Linked DNA regions of Arabidopsis thaliana: region 1 is linked to region 2. The links are chromatin contacts, called in public targeted proximity ligation maps. All regions are on one chromosome and are shown on one strand. The core of a region is the stretch at or near the end of the contact, and the rest is flanking DNA. Distances in the headings are between cores, read along the strand shown. Region 1 holds the start of CA1 (carbonic anhydrase 1). Region 2 holds the start of CFM2 (CRM family member 2).

What was found.
Region 1: a contact with region 2 is called in a targeted proximity ligation map of shoot, with 10 read pairs. A contact is called at or near these places in 4 of 26 Hi-C or Micro-C datasets (callus, root, rosette leaf and 1 more) and 1 of 2 datasets of targeted methods (shoot).

Annotation. Positions count from the first base shown.
Region 1 is chr3:195,673-202,873 of TAIR10.1, reverse strand. It overlaps CA1 (carbonic anhydrase 1), which reads left to right and starts at 4,210. Exons shown (of 9, transcript NM_180160.4): 1 at 4,210-5,222; 2 at 6,149-6,210; 3 at 6,369-6,518; 4 at 6,619-6,667; 5 at 6,776-6,892; 6 at 7,033-7,086; 7 at 7,180-7,201. The coding sequence starts at 5,001. It overlaps LSF1, which reads left to right and starts at 1,132. Exons shown (of 10, transcript NM_111017.3): 1 at 1,132-1,506; 2 at 1,594-1,700; 3 at 1,863-2,322; 4 at 2,423-2,491; 5 at 2,587-2,708; 6 at 2,800-3,015; 7 at 3,120-3,225; 8 at 3,338-3,450; 9 at 3,626-3,770; 10 at 3,897-4,552. The coding sequence starts at 1,192. The coding sequence ends at 4,019. AT3G01513 reads left to right here and starts at 120. Exons shown (of 1, transcript NM_148679.3): 1 at 120-987. The coding sequence starts at 156. The coding sequence ends at 806.
Region 2 is chr3:135,461-141,888 of TAIR10.1, reverse strand. CFM2 (CRM family member 2) reads right to left here and starts at 2,878. Exons shown (of 13, transcript NM_111003.5): 1 at 2,167-2,878; 2 at 1,526-2,033; 3 at 1,309-1,439; 4 at 858-1,172; 5 at 616-772; 6 at 165-457; 7 at 1-29. The coding sequence starts at 2,856. It overlaps AT3G01360 (plant viral-response family protein (DUF716)), which reads left to right and starts at 3,158. Exons shown (of 3, transcript NM_111002.2): 1 at 3,158-4,119; 2 at 4,329-4,832; 3 at 5,047-5,490. The coding sequence starts at 3,158. The coding sequence ends at 4,117. It overlaps AT3G01350 (Major facilitator superfamily protein), which reads right to left. Exons shown (of 4, transcript NM_111001.2): 3 at 5,396-5,931; 4 at 4,429-5,311. The coding sequence ends at 4,429. It also overlaps AT3G01005.

The sequences.
Region 1 (7,201 bases), core at 2,961-5,460, 60 kb before region 2:
AAATACCTCGAAAGCGACCACGTTTTATCGCCTAGTATTGACGAACAAGCTAACTAAACCACTCCCACATGTTACATGTAATGACATTATATATACAGACACATAGACACAGCAAGTTTACAGGGACGCGAATCGTAAACAAGACGTAAAAAACAATGCAGGATTTTTCTTCAACGGTGTCGTATAGCCCAAGCTTCAGTTACTACGCTTCCGGTGAATTCGCCGCCGCTGCAGTTAAAGTTTCCCGCGAAAACGAAAGCTACAATATCAGAGATCATGAGTCCGTTAAAGTCAACTCCGTCAATGACGAAGACGTTGACTTCGAGTTTGAAACGTCGCCGTTACATGAAGAAACCTTCGTCCACTTCCCGACGTTCAAAACCAACGTCGTTTCCACTACTAACAAGACAGACAAAGAAGCCGCCGCTGAAAAAATATCGGAGCGTTTCCCCGGAAATTGTCTGTGGAGTCCACTCAGATCTCCGGCTGCTTCGAAACACTCAGAATCATCTACTAGCACACCGAAACGGTGCCGTTTGAAGAAATTTCTAACGAGAAGTCATAGCGACGGTGGTGTTTTGCCCTCAAGTGCATCAAAACGGTGCTATACTTTTAAGGATCTTAAGCGGAGGAGCCACAGCGACGGCGGCGGCGACACCAGTAAGAGGAGCTCGCCGACCGTGAAAGTTAAGAACAAAACGGTGTCGTATAAGGTCGGGGAAGGTGACAAGAGAAGAAAATCTTATTTGCCTTACCGGCAAGATTTGATCGGAGTTTTCGCCGTGATTAGAGGGTTACGTCGTTAATTGAAGCTCAATTAATTTGTATAGTTTTACACAACTGGACAAAAAATTACTATAATAGCAATTAGGTACTTGTTTAAATATTGTATTTATAAATATTTCCATGTAACTTTTGTTTCGTGTATTGAAGTCCAATTCAATGCGTTGACTCAAAGGAACGTTTGATATTTTTTTTTTCCATTTTTTTTTTCTCACTGAGAGGAAAAGACACGTGTCATGTGTTGATAAAAAGGAAATTAGATACTTCCACGAGAAAGCGGGACCTACGTGAAGACACGTGGACCACTAATTTCTTTCTTACCTTCCTCTGCCGCCTCGTTTTCTGCTCACAGTTCCAACTTCTTCCATACACACACATTCTCGGAAAAATCTCTATTGGATCGGTTTAATGGCGTTTCTTCAACAAATCTCCGGTTTAGGAGCTCTCGAACGATCTTGTCCGTCAATTATGATCGGATCTTCATTCCGGAGCGGTAATGGCCGTGTATTCGACGGAAGAGGAATTGCGTACTTGGGTTCGAGGGAAAAGTTCGGATTCAACAGACGAAGAAGAGTCGTTCTTAGAGTTGTTGCGATGTCGTCTTCTTCTACTCCGTTCAAAATGAATTTGAATGAGTATATGGTCACTCTCGAGAAGCCCCTCGGGATTCGCTTCGCACTTTCAGCAGATGGCAAGATCTTCGTCCACGCCATCAAAAAAGGGGTATTCTCCGATCCTTAGAATGTCATGTGGAAGTAGTAGTAATCTCAGGAGTTTTGAAAAGTTATTAACTTTTTTGTTTGTTTGTAGAGCAATGCGGAGAAGGCGAGAATCATCATGGTAGGAGATACACTCAAGAAGGCTAGTGATTCTTCTGGTGGTACTCTTGTGGAAATCAAGGATTTTGGTGATACCAAGTAAGAATTGTACAGTACTAGGCTTCTATATAACTTGTTAATGTTGTTAACTAAACATTGCTGGTGACTAGTTAACATGGGAAGATTTAGCATGGAAACACTTTGCATATCAGTGTTTTTGAAATTTTCTTTTTTATTTCTTCCAGTTTTTGATTTATTCAGGAAGATGCTGGTAGAGAAAACTGGATCCTTTAGCCTTGTTCTTGAAAGACCATTCTCTCCCTTTCCCATTCAGTATCTGCTTCATTTGAGCGACCTTGATTTGCTCTATAACAGAGGGCGTGTGTCTTTTGTTACTTGGAACAAAAACCTCTTATCATCGAATCTCAGAGCATCATCACAAGGCAGTGGTAACTCTGGCTATGCTGCGTTTTCCTCCAAATTCTTTACTCCTCAGGGATGGAAACTTTTGAATAGACAGAGCAATTCCTTTCAGTCAGGGACTAAGAAGAACATTCTTTCTCCACCTATCAGTCCACTGGTCTCTGTCTTTTCAGAAGATGTTCCTGGAGATGGGGAATGGGGTTATGGGAATTTCCCTTTAGAGGAATACATCAAAGCCCTTGACCGTTCTAAAGGAGAGCTTTCTTATAACCATGCTCTTGGAATGCGCTACAGTAAGGTCTGAAATTTGTCTCTTTTTCCCGATTACTCTTGTTTCATGATTCTCTCTGTCTCTTCAATCTCTCAAACACCATTCTTCTCTTGTTGCCTTTTTTCAGATTACAGAGCAAATATATGTTGGCTCTTGCATACAAACAGAAGAGGATGTGGAAAACTTGTCGGAAGCTGTGAGTCTTTTATATGACTTATATTACCTACCTATGGTATGCAAATGATAGAATTGAAAGTATGGTTTTAACTGGCCATACTTTTCTTTCTACAGGGAATTACTGCCATACTAAATTTCCAAGGTGGAACTGAAGCTCAAAACTGGGGGATCGATTCACAAAGTATCAATGATGCATGCCAGAAATCTGAAGTCTTAATGATCAACTACCCTATAAAGTATGCAAAGTCATATCGCCTTGAGGCACATTATGTGCGTTCATGCTTTCATTTCCTACCGCTCTAATCAGTTTTGATATTTTGGTGCCAGGGATGCAGATTCCTTTGATCTTAGGAAGAAGCTACCACTTTGTGTTGGGCTCTTACTACGGTTACTGAAAAAGAACCATCGTGTCTTTGTAACTTGTACCACTGGTTTTGACCGGTCATCCGCTTGTGTGATTGCTTATCTGCACTGGATGACTGATACCTCTCTTCATGCTGCTTATAGTTTCGTTACTGGATTGCACGCTTGCAAACCTGACAGGTTTTTATCCATCTTATCTCTGTCTTGACCATTAACCTGCAGACCATGGATAGCTTTTCTGTTTTAATGAAAACATCAGACAAGTTATATGTATTTTTTCACAGACCTGCAATTGCTTGGGCAACATGGGATCTTATCGCTATGGTGGACGATGGCAAACATGATGGGACTCCAACACACTCTGTAACCTTTGTGTGGAATGGACATGAGGTGACTGTTGCTTCACATGCTTTTATTACTTTGCTGCAATTCTTTATGGAACTCGTGATCTGTAGGGTTGAGCAACTAGCCTCTGTGTTTTAAGTTACACCTTGGTTTACAGGGGGAGGAGGTATTGTTGGTTGGGGATTTCACAGGAAATTGGAAAGAACCGATAAAAGCAACGCACAAAGGCGGTCCACGTTTTGAAACTGAAGTTAGACTTACACAGGGAAAGTAAGTCATGCTTCTTTTACCTTTCCCGTTGATGCTTTTTTTAAGGTTCAACAGTAAAACGTCTCATAATCTTCCCTGCATGTTAATTGTGACTTTTGAGGGATTGCAAACTGCAAAGAAACTTATGAAAATGCATTTGTGTCATATAACTTGGTGATTATTGACAATGTGGCAGATACTACTACAAGTACATAATCAACGGTGATTGGAGGCATTCAGCAACTTCACCAACGGAAAGAGATGACCGAGGAAACACGAACAATATAATTGTAGTTGGTGATGTTGCTAACGTCAGGCCTACAATTCAACAACCAAGAAAGGTTACTCCTACTATGCAGTAGTCTCTTCTTCATACAATAGGAAAAGCTTGAATAAGATGTTCCACGTTATATTTGCCTGATTGGTTCAAGACATAAACCTGAAGCAACTTGTACAATGTTTTGCAGGATGCAAATATCATAAAGGTGATCGAGAGAGTGTTAACAGAGAGCGAAAGATTTAGGCTGGCGAAAGCAGCTCGGTGTATCGCATTCTCAGTTTGTCCAATAAGACTATGCCCAAAGTCGTAGAAGTTTTGTTTTGGCATAAGTTAAAATGTTACATCCATTCTTCTGTCTCTATCCATTCCTCGAGGTACTTAACCCTAATATCGTTGTGAACAACATTGCCACATTCGCGCACTCTATGACAAGAGAATGTTGACATTATGTTGTGTGTTTGCATGAAAAAATGTCGACATAGTTTCGCCGTTGCCCACTTTACATATAAGTCCCAAAACCAACCCTAATGCGTTACTGGTCTCTGTATTTCTTCTTCATTTTCTCTCTCTCTCTCGCTCTCTCCTAACATGTTGAAGAAAATAGAAACTCTGTTATCTAATGTTGCCTATATGATGATTTATGGCCATGGAAGGTCTGAGAGGAGAGACCCTTCTTCTCTATTTTTTTTATTTCCTCTTCATTTTCATGCTAAGAGTTTTCACTGAGTCTGTTGTTTCGTAGAGTAGAACAGTCCATGATCGATGTTAATCCTTTGCATCTTCTAGATTGTGTATACAATAGCAATCTCTGGTCTAGAGAGAGCCTAGAGAAGTATGGATCTTTCTATATGTATACCACAAACAAATGGCCTAACATCTAAAGTGGGTGGTGATTATTTAAGATGAGAGCCTGAGAGGGTAAGTGAAAGAGGCTGATCCTTGTTTTCATGATAAGGGACCTTATCCTCTAAACCTTTCTGAGACCTTTTATTTTTTTATAAAAAAAAGAATTGAAAGAAGAAAAGAGCACGTAAAAGTTTTGAAATCTTGAGCTAATATTCCTCATCCACAAGAAAAGAAGAAAGTTTGTTATTCACCGCAGCTATCGCTTTCGTTATCCTCGTTCCCACAACCTCACCATGACCATGAGACTCCGTTCTTTTAAACTCCCAAATCTTTCAACCAATCCCATTATTCACTTAAGTATATAGTAGCTTCCATAAGAGTCTTAGTTCTAACTATAAATACACATATCTCACTCTCTCTGATCTCCGCTTCTCTTCGCCAACAAATGTCGACCGCTCCTCTCTCCGGCTTCTTTCTCACTTCACTTTCTCCTTCTCAATCTTCTCTCCAGAAACTCTCTCTTCGTACTTCTTCCACCGTCGCTTGCCTCCCACCCGCCTCTTCTTCTTCCTCATCTTCCTCCTCCTCGTCTTCCCGTTCCGTTCCAACGCTTATCCGTAACGAGCCAGTTTTTGCCGCTCCTGCTCCTATCATTGCCCCTTATTGGGTATACATTTTTACATTCATCACTGTTTCTTAACCTACATTATTTCTTACATAACTTACATTGCTGTTTACGTATAATAGGGGTACATTACATAGATAGCAAACTAAAGTTACAGAATTTTAAAATTTGTAAAGATTTTACGAAATTATTATATAGATTCTGCAATTGCCATTTTAGTGATAGGAACAAAAATCTTCTATAGAAACTAGCTTACGAAACTTCCACAAATCTTGGAAACTGTCACATGTGTTTCACATTTCAGTTTTTTTTTCCCTTGGTATTTCCTTATATTATCCTTACTATTATCATCCGTGTTTGACTTTTGGTCTTTAGCGTGGTACTGAAAGAATTACCCAAATTAACAAGAATCAAACTAAAGTTGCTTAATTAGTGAATCACAAGCAAGGGAAGAGTTCATTTTCAATCCTTATTCTATACAGATCTTCAAACTACTTGCTTCGACATCTAGTGAAGTTAAAAACAAATCACCTCGAAATATTAAAAGCGTTGTCTCATTCCTACCCAAGATCCGACATTTTTGAAATTTTGAGAGTTAGAACGTACGTAGGATCCACGTGATAAAAGAAAAGTTGCTAGTAGTAGCTTCAACAAAAACGATTCATGAAACTGAGACGTGTGTGTATGCACATGTACCATATGAGAGCGTGTGGAGCATAGTGGTGATTAAGTCGCCATCTATATTTATTCATTCAACCTACCGATTTGGTTCCTACTAGCGAAAATAAAATCATAATATAAAAGACTATAAAATTGTACTTTATCGTATAATGAAGTTCTGAACAGGTTGATTGTAGTTTCAACATTTAAAACACGTCATGACTCGCTCTCTACTTAATTACGTTCACGACAATAAAATATACTAGTACTCATTTTCTTCTAATTTTATTTGGTCAACCAACTTGCAGAGTGAAGAGATGGGAACCGAAGCATACGACGAGGCTATTGAAGCTCTCAAGAAGCTTCTCATGTAAGTATATACATCTTTTCTATTCGCATGCATACATTAATACATGATTAGATTAATAAAAGCTAAAACATTATTATAAATTAGTAACGGGATTTTTCAATACTACTTAATTCATAATTTTTGTGATTTAACTATAAATGTATATAAACATATGGCAGCGAGAAGGAAGAGCTAAAGACGGTTGCAGCGGCAAAGGTGGAGCAGATCACAGCGGCTCTTCAGACAGGTACTTCATCCGACAAGAAAGCTTTCGACCCCGTCGAAACCATTAAGCAGGGCTTCATCAAATTCAAGAAGGAGAAATACGAGTAATATATATTTCTATTTCATTTGTTTGTTCTTAATTATGTCACCAACTAAAGTGGTCTAGATTAATTAACTGGTTCATATTTATACTTTTATTTGCAGAACCAACCCTGCTTTGTACGGTGAGCTCGCAAAGGGTCAAAGTCCTAAGGTAAATTAAAAATAAAACTAATACTATGTGTATATCATGGTTGCTTATAAATTAAAAATGAAACATTAAGAAAAAGTAATTAACAAAGGTGTGTGAATGGTGGTGCAGTACATGGTGTTTGCTTGTTCAGACTCACGTGTGTGTCCATCACACGTTCTGGACTTTCAGCCAGGAGATGCCTTCGTGGTCCGTAACATAGCCAACATGGTTCCTCCTTTCGACAAGGTTAATAATTTAACACGTCTGTCTCTCTATAGATATAAACTCTTCTATCTTAAACCTTCTGCCTCTTGAGTCTTGACTTTTGTCTTGAGAAGTCGTGACATTCACTTTCTATTTTCATTTTTGGGTTGCTAAATTGGCAGGTCAAATACGGTGGCGTTGGAGCAGCCATTGAATACGCGGTCTTACACCTTAAGGTGAAAATAAAATAAAATAATTAACACCTTAACCAAAAAAAATTATTTATCAAAGTACATGTAATTAATTTTTGAATGAATTTATTACTGTAGGTGGAGAACATTGTGGTGATAG
Region 2 (6,428 bases), core at 1,629-4,128:
GAAAGTTTCAGCACATGTAGCTTCAATGACTGCATTAATTTGAGCAGAAAATTAATTCAACATGCAAGCGAGGAAGTCATAAAAGTAATTTGAAGTTTCCAGATAAGATATTATTTACAGGACAATATTGTCATGTCATGGATTTGTTATGATTGGTTCTTTACCTTTCGACGTTGTGCCTCCACAGACCGCTTCAGCGCCTCTCTCTTACTGAGAAGTGTTTGAGGTCGTAGACATTGAGGCCGCTCATAATTCTTTCCACGATACACAATGATTGCATAGCCCTTACTAACCATCTCCACAGCAACTAGTATGCCACCACTTTCTGCTTCCAAGATTTCTGCTACTTTGTGAGCAGCTTCAATGCTATATTCATTACAAATGATCTTCACAAGTTCCCTATACTTCCAGTGAAGATGCATGTTCTCTATTGTTCCATCAAAGACGCCTCTTCTACCTTGAGAACACAACAAGATACGTCAGAACAGGAAGTTTACATAAACCATGTCAAAGAGATGAGTCCATGACAGTTACTACTCATTTACCACGAGTATTTACATGAAAGACGGGAACAGACTGCTTTCAATTGGAAAAAGAGGAAAAACAATGACCTACCTAGTAAAAGGAAAGGCTTCATTTTCAAGCCAATTTTCCGGAGCATGTACTTTTCATCATTAGTAATACCCTCCTTGTCAATATCAGAAAGTTGAGGACTCTCTCTATTCTCCAGATCCGCCAGGACTTTTTCTGCATTTGCTTTCTTTTCCAACGCCTAAAGACAAAAACTAACCGTTCAGAACTAAAAAAGGTCTCGCAAACCCAATGGATTCAAGTATAAATTGTCTGTTAGGGCATACCATGGACAACTTCATACTAGTTTTTTCAAGGATTGCCTCAGGAGAATTTCGCTGTCTTGATTTCATCTGATGGGTTTGTATATGATCCTTCTGATCCTTAGCTTCTAGTTCAATATCCTCTTTAACAGCCCGAGGTTTTATTTCCTCTTCGTTTTCAGTCAGCTTATTACCATGCACACTAGAATTCTCCATTATCATTGTTTGCCTTCTCCTCTCTTCTATTGCAGAAGAAACTGCAGATGGGAGGAAATCCTTTCCTCTGTACAGGACAATGAAATCTTTATCCCGAGATATCAGAGTCCCTCCAGTCAACCACTGCAACATACATATATTTTCGCTCATCAATAGATCTCTTTAGTTATATGGGACTCCGAAGGGCATAATTTTCTATTGTTCGCAAACAGAGCCACAAATAGTTTGATACTTTGATCACTAGAAGTAAACCAACAACCTTTAACTCTTCGGCCATCAGCTCACTATTAGTGTTCTGAACTCCTCTCTTCACTGCTATCTTGGCAAGCTCACATTTCTCCCAAAGCTTGACAATTGCAACAGCTAGTCCCTGCAAATTTCTATTCCTACCTGGAAGTCTCGAAAAGGTAAGCCAGAATAAGTTAACAATCTTTTCGTGTCTAAATGAAGCTAAAATCAGGTGAAACCAAGCTTACCTAAAGCAAAATGACAAGGGAGTGGTCTACCAAGTCTCCTTATTGTGGTCATTTCATCATCAGTTAGTTTTGGACTGACGCCATATGGAAGAAGGCGAAATGGTCTCCTGTAGTCAGGTACTACGGCTGGCAGAAGATCACCATCTACGGGAAGGGGATCATATGCCCACCAGTCAGTAAATCTTGGACCCAATCCTTCCAACAAACGGTCTGCTTCTTCTACAAGCTGTACTTCCCCGGGTAATTGAAACCTAACCTTATCCGGAGAACCAACGCCTTGCGTCAACATCGGTTTAACCATTTTATTAGTAATACTCGGGGCAGAAGATTCTGCAATACTCTGTTTCTCTCTACTATCAACCACTCCTTGATCCATAGATGATGCTCCTGAAGCAGCTTCATGTGCCAAATCCCGATCAGATACAAAATAAGGGTACTGATAATTTACCCCTCTATACAACAATATTTTGCTTCCAGACCTCCAAATGACTAAGCCTCCAGTTTTTGTCTGTAAAATCAACCAGGACAAGTATGAATTTCCGTCTGTGCCATTTGTTGACATGTTCATAGATCTTTCATTGAGAGTCAAATGTTACTATCAAATCCCTATCATGAAATCAAAAGTAGAGAGGCAAACAAACCTCCAAGACGTCATGGGTCCGTTTCATGTTCATTCTGGAAATATCTTCGCAGAAAATCTTCACAACCTCCGTCGTCCTCCATCTCTCGTGAATCCCATTCACAATCCCTTCCGTAATCCCAGCCTTGCCAATCTTCAGCTTCTTCGTCAACCTAATCCCCACCGTCCTCAACCGCCTCAGCTCCGCCGGCGGCAATGTCAATTCCGCCAACGACGGAACCTTCTCCTCCTTCTTCCTCTCCATCTCCGTTTCCTTCTTCCACACTCTCTTCAACTCATGGTACCTTGAAATGGCAGTACCCGACCCGGGCTTCGGAACCGGGTAACTAGGCGTGCTCCAGCTTGTGTCAATCGTGTGCCCGACCCGGTGAATCGGAAGCTGCTTAGGCAACGGAACGAATATCTCTCCTGGGGAATTCTTACCAGATTCTTCTCCCGTGATTCTCCTAGTCGGTGAATCATGCTTCTCTTCCACGAATCCAAGGCTACGAAGCTTCTCAGCGATTCTCTGGATAGCCGATTGGGGAAGAGTCTTTCGACCGGAAGCAGAACTACAGAAGATGCCGGAGTTCGCTCGACTGACATTGCGTCGCGAAACTAGGGTGTTGGGAACAAGGAATGGCGGGAAAATTCGATCGGGAAAGGTTTTGGCAAGTATCAATGGTTGCTGGTGAAACAGTGGAAGCAACATTTCTCCAAGCAAACTGGATTACGCAAGCGGAGCTATATGCAGCAGCAGCATATCCATAGAGGTCACATGATTGTCACGTGATGGTTAGAATATTTAAACATGAACTATTTGAAGACCCCAGTAGGCCCATATTGAGTTATTGGGCTACTAGCCTATCCCATTTTGGGTTATTCGGGTCGGGTCGGATCTTTCCGGTTTATCAGATCAGAAGCTCGATTCTGTTAAGCTTTAATGGCGGAAAAATCCAAATTTCCTCGAAAGAAGTATAACCTGATTCGCAGAGATTGTGAAGATTGGAGTCATGGGTATATTAAGTTACGCCGTCGCCGGCGGTGGATTTGCAGTAATCGGCGCGTGGGAGTCACTGGACTCATCGAACCTGGATCCGAATTCATCTTCTGGTACTGCTGATTCATCTTCCCCTATGGCTCAGATCAGAGCTTCGCCGCCAAAATCTGTTGGATCATCTTCCATCCCCGTAGCTTTGCTTTCGTCTCTGTTTATTGCGAACTCGTTTTTCTCCTTCTTCAGCTCAATCGGATCTCGCGATCGGGTCGGGTCAATGATCCAGTTACAGATCGTGGCAGTGGCAGTACTATTCCTATATTACGCCATTCTAACATATCTGGTCAACTCCAAAAACGCTGTCTTTGTTGCACTTCCGTCTTCGATTACAACTTTATTGCTTCTCTTTGGCTTCATTGAGGAGTTCTTAATGTTCTACCTGCAAAAGAAAGATGTTTCTGGAATCGAGAATCGTTATTACGATCTCATGCTCGTGCCCATTGCCATCTGCGTCTTCTCCACGGTTTTTGAGCTCAAATCCGACTCTAGCACGCATCGGTTTGCGAAATTAGGTCGTGGGATCGGTCTGATTCTGCAAGGAACATGGTTTCTGCAAATGGGTGTATCGTTTTTTACCGGTTTGATCACTAATAACTGTACGTTTCACGAGAAGAGCAGAGGCAATTTCACGATCAAGTGCAAAGGACACGGTGATTATCACCGAGCAAAAGCTATAGCTACTCTTCAATTTAACTGTCATTTGGCTCTAATGGTAGTTGTGGCTACTGGTTTGTTCTCTGTCATTGCTAACAAGAATGGTTATCTCCGTCAAGATCATTCTAAATATCGACCTCTCGGAGCTGAGTTGGAGAATTTAAGTACTTTCACACTTGACTCTGATGAAGAAGACGAGGTTCGAGAAGAGAGCAACGTAGCTAAAGAAGTTGGTCTCAATGGAAACAGCTCACATGATTAAAGGTATAAATCAAAGTTTCAGACTTTTTTTTTTTTGTCTGTTTTGAATCTGTCCATTTTAGAAATGTTGTTGGTCAATGGGAGGATTAATGATGATATGTAATCAAACACACGAGATAATAATAATGTTGAATCTTTTGCATTTGATATTATAAGATACTGTTTCTTATGAATAAAAATCTTACAGTTGTCTATCTCTTTTGGTTTGCTAGTTAGTTCTAAAGCTACTACTACAGTTAGATCATTCGTGGAATCTTATGGCAAACGGTTATCTAAGTCGACTGTGTCAAAGGAATCAAAGTTTTTCTTCTTTCATTTAGGGGCTTCTTCTTTTTCATCGCCTTGATCACTGCTACTCTTGAAAAACTTGCATAGAAATATGTAGACTACAAAGCTTATTGTACTTGTAAGAGCAAGAAGCCAGTAGTATTTGTCAAGCCGAGCTTCCGACATATCATCTGCAAACCAGTTTTGTCGGTCACCTGTTGAGCTCGAGTAAGCCTCGACAATTGAGATCAGTGCGGCGCTCACAAAGCTTCCAACACCAAAAACACTTGTGTAGAGAGCAAATCCCATTGTTCTCATTCTTACAGGAACCTCACTGTAGAAAAACTCTTGCATCCCAACGACTGTGAATATATCTGAGATTCCCAAGAGGATGTACTGAGGCAGCAGCCAGAAGATGCTCAGTGGGACGGTTTCTGGATCATAATCAGGTAAAGTCTTCATCTTTTGGCTTATGGCTAGTCTTTTCCTTTCGACTATTGCCGCAATAACAATGGCAATGATGGATAGAAACATTCCGACTCCCATTCTCTCCATCACAGAGATACCTGTACCGTTTTTCTTGATTCTCTTGGTAATAGGTATCAAAATCTTATCATATAATGGCATAAGCAGGATGATTGATAATGTGATCGTGCTTTGCAGGGTTGCAGGTGGGATTTTGAAGTTGGACCCAATGTTTCTCTTCATAGTCACACCTTGTTTGGTGAAAAAGGTTGCTGGTAGCTGGAAGATAACCGCGAACATGAGAAGCATCATCCATATGGGGAAAAGGCGAATCACTAACTTAACATTATCAATTCCAGAGAAAACCGTTTTCGAGCTCTCGTCATCTTCCAATCCTTTGGAGGTTGTTGAAGGAGTCTCAATGTCTTCGGTCTCACATTTACAGAGAGGCCTCTCCTCTAGCCTACATAAACAGGTAATCATTAGTCGCTAAAAAACTTAAAAGACTAATTAGTTTCATGAGATATCGTGGTTTTTCCGAACTTACTCAAGCTCCATAGCATCCAAATCTTTCTCATCTGCAAGTGTATATATGCTTCTCTGCTTCACTACTCTCCCTTTAATGAATTTAAGAATCTTCTCAAAAGGTGTAGTAGTTGTTTTCTTCTTCAGACGGGCGCCCGGAGCATAAACATAAATTCCACAACCCGACATGAACACCAAAATCGACAGGAATATCACGATACCAGGAATGGCGAAACCGAGAACCCAACCAAAAGTGTCTTGAATATAAGCCATGACTGTGACACCCATAAGGCTGCCGGTGCAGACGCCAAAGTACCACAATTGGAAAAACTGAGTCTTTCGGGTAGCTTTCGCGTCCTTTTGATCACCCGAGGAAAGATCGAAATTCTTATCGAGGTCGTGGTCGAGTTGGTCTGCACCAAAGGCTTGAAGAGAAGGGTTTAAGACGCCTAAACCGATTGAGACAAGACATAGTGAAGAGTAGAGAAAGTAAGAAGAGATAGTCTTAGTAGCTGAACGTGACCCAGCAAATGCCGTCCATGTCAATCCCACTAGTCCCTTCAAAGAAAAAACAGAAATAATATATTAAAAACTACTAACAAAAGAAGATTTTCGAGTTTCCACTAAGCTAGCTTTTTCGCCTATAAGATCCGATAAGACCCATTATAAGCACTATATCAACATTCTAATCAAAATTCCATTATCAACCCAACTATTAAAGGGATCCATATAAACTCCATTAGTGGTAAAAGAAAATTTCTAATCGGACGGTGACCAAGTATCTAATTTCTTAAAGACTCTTTAAGATGGTCTACTTGATCTATTCCTTAACTCGGAAAATGACCCAACACCTAACTTATAACTTCCTTAGATATATCGTCTAAACCAGTTTTTCTTGCACAAGTTAATACCCATTATCAGTTTATCACTTAATGACTGCTTAATCAAGCATATACATAGACATCTAATAGAAGGCCAAAACATTATCAAAATATAACCAATTCTATTAACAACGCGATTATAAAATAAGATAAATAAAAGCAACATTCCCTCAC